Regions from separate parts of the Mus musculus genome. Here region 1 is linked to region 2. Evidence: chromatin contacts called from public Hi-C data. All regions are on one chromosome and are shown on one strand. The core of a region is the stretch at or near the end of the contact, and the rest is flanking DNA. Distances in the headings are between cores, read along the strand shown.

Region 1 (3,195 bases), core at 388-2,887, 37 kb after region 2:
GGTCAGAATAAAAGCACAGATACACACACACACACACACACACACACACACACACACACACACACAAAGTGAACTCAGATGATGTCATACATTTGAAATATATATTCACTCGTTTATGCATATATCTACACTGAGCTATATATATATGTACATGGATATATGTATGTGTCTGTGCACACACCCACACACACCATGGCTAAAGGCCAGTCGATTGTTGACTGACATCTAGAAATGACCCAATTTTAGAAGCAGATGAAGTACCATAGCAACTGTAGTAGGAGACGGGTTTAGGGGGGTTAATAGAAGCCACCGATAATCCTAATACCACATAAACATTTCTGGTCCTACAGTCTAGGCAAAACTGTATGCTTTTGAATTCCCACCAAAAGCTCACAGAGTTCTAGAAATAGTCAGCAAATTGAAAAACACAAATTTCAAAATACAGGCATCATGGCCCCTCTGGGGCACTGATATATGCTGTGCACAACTGGCGCTACAGGGCCAAAAACTAGACCAGTACTCTCACAGGTATCCCTTCCTGGAAGGCCACCCAGCAAGCCGCCCCTAGTGATAACCAGGCGGTGCTGGCAGGTGTCCACAGGCAGACTCAGGGGAGCTCTGGAGAAAAACCTGTGGGAGGAAAGGGAAAGGGTCGAGCATTTAGGAAAGGCAGTGGCTCAAGCCCTTGGTGCTCCGGTGTGGTCACCAATCCCGCCCAGGACCCGAATTAGCTCCGGAGCTGTCCGGAAAGATCTGCATTATGCCAGGGCGCTGGGCCAACTCACCTCAACGAAATAAAAACAGGGCAGGAGGGTGACGCTGTCCTTGATCACTTTGCCCTTTGGCCTCTCCTTCGCCGACATCCCGGCCGCCTGCCGGGCTCCAAGTCCTCCCCCGGGCGAGGTGTGCACCGTGCGGCCACCGAGGCGAGCTGCCTGCTCCAGCCGCAAGCGCCCGGCGCCGCTGATGTCACATTCCCCGCGGGCACCGCTGGAACCAGCGCGCTGCATGCAGCGCCCCCGCCTTTTCCCCGCCCCTCTTTGCAGTAACCCCGCGGATCCCCGAGCCCGAGCCCGCAGGTCTTCTTCAGCCTGGCTTTAGTCCGTGTTTTGCGGGCAAGGGATAGCAGCTCCCTCTCCAAGCTGTTGCTGAGATGGCTTCCCCTCCCTGCCACTCTCCCTGGGCTCTCTCTCCACCGCCCAAGCCGTGAGGCTCCTCTGCTGGCTGGTTGAGCTTGACGTCAAAAATAGGGAAGAGTGGGGGGAAGCACTCCTGGTTTCTGTAGAAGCAAGGCTGAGGAGCCAAGTCACCTGGTCTCACAAGGTCCCCTACCTGGGGTTCCTCTTGCCTTCCTAGAAAACAGAAGCCTGTTTTCTAATGGTAGCACCGTTATCCGCCCTATCCATAGCAAAAGAGACCTCCTACCTGTGCAAAATTAAAACTCGGACTTCATAAGGACAAGTAGGCCACAGAAGGAATTCACTGGGAGCTGGCTGCTACCCAAGCGTGACAGCCCTGCCTGCTGATCTCTAGGGAGGTAACTCCCAGGGAAGCACCTAGAAAAAGCTCCAATCAGCTGGGGAACAGAGTGAAAATTTCCTGCATCTGAAGAGAAAGGGTAAATGGGGCATCATCGCTGGCCCCAAAGCTCAGGAAATATTCTAACCACATTCTTATTCCCTAGTGCACTGTGGGAATCACAGCCGTAACTATGGAAGCATGACTCCAAACACTGGAGTCTAAGCCCAAGCCCTGGTTGTCAGGGTCCGTGGTTGCTCTCACATTTATGATTCTTTTCGCAAACCATCAGTGTCAAGTGCTACAGCAGAAGCACTCAAGGGACACAAAGCAACACATGGGGATATCACCCACTTCTGTCCCTATCTGTTCTAGGTCATTTCTTGCTCTTCCAAAGTTTCCCTGTCAATCACACGACTTTGAATCCCCAGCCTACTTTTCAGCTGGCTTTTTCCATTGCTGCTCCAGTGGGGTTTTGGCAAGCTAGATGCCATATTCATAACATTCACATTTTACTACCCATGCGGCATCTTGCCTCTACTCCTTCTGCCAAGATTAGGTTTCAGAGTCCTGCAGTGCAATTGCTCATGTACCATACTATTCAGTGAAACTCTACCCCAGGTAAATAAGATGTTTATCTGAACAGCTAAATACAGTAGAATAAAACCACAACACGTGACCTTGGGACCATGGCTTAAGTCCCCCCACCTTCCAAACCTAGTGTGTCCTTCTTAGCTGGTCTTGGTTCCATACATATCTTCTCCTAACTTCTCAAAAGCCACACAACCATCTAGCTTTATCTTACTCAGAGAATAGAAGCTATAGAAAAAGACTATATTATCCCATATTATTATTCAAAACAGAGTACTCACCCTCCCTCCCCCCCCCCCCCCACCGCGGGTCACTACCATGTCTTGTTTTGATTGGCAGGAAAAAAAAAAGAGTCCTTACAAATTTTAAGCCATGCCTTACCCCTCACACAGTAGCCCAAAGGTACTTCTGAAAAGCAATTACTGATTTCATTTCTCTGGTTAACCCTTCTAGAAGCTTCCCACTATGTGTAACCCTCACCCCCACCCCCACCTCTTTATTTTACCTGGAATCCTGATGGACATTCTACCTGATGAACTGCACTAGTTTTTCTGATTCTGATGGTGAGGGGACCCAAAACCTTTGTACTTACTATGTCTCTCTGTTGATGAACGCAGTTCTATCAACATTGCACAGTTAATCACTAACATACTTCATGACTCTGCTCAAAATTTAGAAACTCTGTCAAATTTTTCTTGACATACTAAGTAATGGTCACAAATCAAATCTTCAGTTCCCTCCTCTACCTCCTCTGCCTCCTTCTTCTTTTCTTCTTCCTCTTTCCTCCCCCTCCCCTTTCTCCTTCCTTATCCCCCTACTTCTCCTTCTCCTCCTCTCCCTCTTCCCCACTTCCTTTCCCCCTCCTCCCTTCCTCCTCTTCTCCCTCTCTCCTCTTCCTCCTCCTCCCATTTTAAAGGTTTATCCTTTTACTTATATGAGTGCTTTGTCTGTATATATGCTACATACCACACAATGTTATTGGACCCTATATAGATAGTTGTAAGCTACCATGTGATTGCTGAGAAACTGAACTTAGGCTCTCTAGAAGAGCAGAGCAGGCAATGCTTTGAACTGCTTAGCCATCTC
Region 2 (3,274 bases), core at 91-2,590:
GCCTGTGCAGGTGACAGTGCTACCTTCGGCATTCTTGGGGCTGCTCTGCAGCACGCCCTGCTGCTTGGACATGGCGATGACCTGCATGATGCGTGGCTGGTTGTTGCTCCGGTTACAGGCCACGGTCTTCTCAGCTGCTTTCAGCCACTTGGCTCGCGCAGAACTGCTCTTGGGCGAGGTGCTTATGTTTTCCTGGGTCTCCTCGGGGATGTGCACCAATTGGGAAGAGCCAGGGCGGGACTGGATGGACACGCGTGGCCCTCCCGGCATACTATTGTTGCACCCGGGGACTGTGCCAGGCTGTATCTTGAGGTACTGATTGCCCGGGACATGGTGATCTCCGTTCACCCCCACCCTCGAGGGCTCTGAGCTGGACCTCATTTCTATGGACCTGGGTGGTGACTGGCCTTCTGGTTCAGTGTCCATAACCTGTAGGGACATCTTACGACTCTCATTCTTGCTCTTCCACTGGGTAAGGAGCTGTTTGGACCGGGCAGAATCCATAGAGGCATGGATGCTCGCATTTCTTCTCACTGGGTCTTCCACGGAGGGGGTGTTGGCCCTGGGCAGCGTGTTGCTGAAGGTCACCATGCTTTCCTTCCCCATGGGGCTCCTAGGAGTGATGATTTCTACGTCAGCGTTGGCCCTCTTGAGATTTGTCAAGGAGCTTGCATCCCTGTGGTTTCGGTTGAGGATACCCTCTGTGTGAGCAATTCCATCACCACTGCTACCATTTTTAGCTGATAAAACCCTGCTGGGGTCTTGATTGAGGTCTGTCAGTGACCTGAGGGCATCTCTGTGCTGAAGCATACTGTCTTCACTAGGCAGAAAATTCCCTACAGCATACAGGCCCTGGGGTTGGAGGAAAAATGACAGGCATCACACACTAGAAGGAACAAGCAATCACGGTTCTCCTAGAATGCCCAAGGGAGCACACAACTGAGGTAGGCACTGTGCATTCGGGTCAAAGACCAATAAAACAATGAAGATGTAATCACTCAGGGGTGGGGTGGGGTAGGGTGGGGGGATAATAGTGGTGTATGTAGCTCTTAACTGTCTGGACCACTAAACTAATCGCTCAGAAATAGGGCGAGTCCTTTCAGTCCCAGCAGATGTGATTGTCACACTGTGTGTATGTTTTGAAAAGGAAAGATAGACAATGAAAGAAATAAAGACTTTTTTTTTTCTGCATTTCAAAGATATTCATTTTTTTTTTCTGGGCTCAAGAGCTTCTTTTTAAGAGACAGCTCAAGACATTTGAATGATTTATCTTCCCCTTTCAATCATACCTCCGGATGGCAAACAGCAGCACTTCAGGGAAATATAGAACAATGGATCATTCATAAAAACCCTGTGTGGTGTTTGGAAATGAGGGCAGGGACATATACATTGTTTCAAATCACACTCTAGCCTTGGTTGTCTGCTTTTAACTTGACCTTCAAGGGAAGTTGGATGAAATGACTACTTTATACCAAATGTGGGCCAAGTTTTACTTAATTTTGTCTTCATATTTAGTCCTTTATTTCTTTTAATAGTTGCATTTCAGTTGTATGTCTGAGGGAAACTTCCACTGAACAGTAAGTTCTGACCCTATTGTATAATATTCAGTGCTCAGAAAGGTAATATAATGATTTAACTCTTATTTTGAAAGAAATGTGAAACAAGCAGTTATTAGTTTTAATTAAATTGTTAACTAATTAATTAATTTTGTGGTACTGGGAACCTAACCAAGGGCTTGTGTTAGGTTATTAGGGCTATAGCTCTAATTCAATTCTATAGGTAAAGGATCAAGTTTCTGAGTGGCTCTGAAGTGTTGAACGTCATACCCATAAACTTTGGTTTGGTTGTAAAGCTCATGTGAATGCCAGGGTACTGAGGTCTTACATGACTGCAACGGGCACACTACACTATAACTACAAGTGGGATCTCTTTTCTCCTTCTCTTGTAGCACTCACTGCTGGTTGGCACTCCATAGCCACCTTGGCTTATGTGCCCTTATTACCCACTGACTTCAATGTGATCCTCCCCTCTCTGCTGAAGAAAGCATGTAGCAGTAAAATTTAGTTTCATCATTGGCCCTAAAGGCAGAATCATTGCATACTTCATAAATATTTTTTACATGATTTTTTTTGTAATTCCATTCTTACAAGCACCAAGATCACATGGCTAAGAGCCATGGCTATAGGCAACCAATGTTTATGTCTGTCAGCCCCTCTTAGTTTCTTTCTTGTTGCCTGTTCCTATTTGTCACCTGCATATTGGTTACCCTTGGCTCTTTTTGACTCTGTGACCTGGCCATTGTGCATGCACTAAATAATTACAATGATACTCCTATAAGTAATGCCCCTGGATTACCAAGTTCTCATGACTTTTCTGTCCTTCAGACACAACTATTTAAGTGCCTGTTGATTCATCATGAGCCCCTCAAATGCTTTTCTCTCTAGCAATCTATTACATTGATTATTTACCTGGTCTACTGAATAGGTCACCATAAGTCTTGTCTTCCAAGATACAAATTTGACCATCATTTCTCATTCCAACATTTCCCTTTCTTTGCAGCTGTTCTTTCACACTTCTGTCTCTTTGTGTGATAATCTCTTCCCCTTGAATGTGATTTATACCTTGTACCTTACCACACCATTTCTAGAAACACTTCCTGATGTTCCATTGGCAATTCCCTATTCCTTAGAACTACATTCTGTCACTAGGCATGTTGTAACCATTTACACTAATGCTTGTATACTATGAGTCTCTGAGGGATGGATCCTTTGTTTTATGATAGATGTCAATGGGAAGACAATGAATATTTAAGATGAATGAAGGGATGCATGCATGCCTACTTTCAATAGGCACTACCAGTTTCCTTATAATGCAGATATTTATCTAGAAGATGTTTAGCATGTTTGAGAGATAAAAGCAATGATAAAAATTCCACTGTTAGTTGGAACATAAATACATTTCAGAAATTGCACATTTATGGTGAGAAAATTACATCAACTTTCTCTAAAACTTCACTATTCATTCTTTTATTTCTCTCCACTTTCCTCATATGTAAAATTTCAATATACATGCTATAGCTCTCTCTCTCTCTCTCTCTCTCTCTCTCTCTCTCCACACACACACACACACACACACACACACACACACACACACACACAGTGCTTACTTTAAGACTGAAATCCAATGATCCTCAACTGATGATCCTCAACTGAATTCTGGCTCACAAGAAGAACTCATTAAATCATTTTATTGGAAATAGAGTATAATTTGGCAT

What was found. A called contact is a pair of places that touch in the nucleus more often than the background predicts.
Region 1: a Hi-C map of Sertoli cells shows a contact between it and region 2, with 2.7 times the contacts expected there. The contact joins the promoter of Plppr4 here to the enhancer-like site in region 2. A contact is called at or near these places in 1 of 39 promoter capture datasets (macrophages), 4 of 484 Hi-C or Micro-C datasets (Sertoli cells, cerebral cortex, cortical neurons and 1 more) and 3 of 9 other capture datasets (adipose tissue, liver and pancreatic islet).

Annotation. Positions count from the first base shown.
Region 1 is chr3:117,359,239-117,362,433 of GRCm38.p6, forward strand. It overlaps Plppr4 (phospholipid phosphatase related 4), which reads right to left and starts at 1,638. Exons shown (of 7, transcript NM_177664.5): 1 at 786-1,638. The coding sequence starts at 1,010.
Region 2 is chr3:117,322,386-117,325,659 of GRCm38.p6, forward strand. Plppr4 (phospholipid phosphatase related 4) reads right to left here. Exons shown (of 7, transcript NM_177664.5): 7 at 1-852. Among named protein-coding and RNA genes, the nearest start is that of Plppr4, 37 kb to the right of the region's middle. Within about 2 kb of position 1,341, at least 5 of the 459 cell types and tissues checked have an H3K27ac peak or open chromatin away from gene starts, as enhancers often do. A contact at or near this core is called in Sertoli cells, where this site is marked.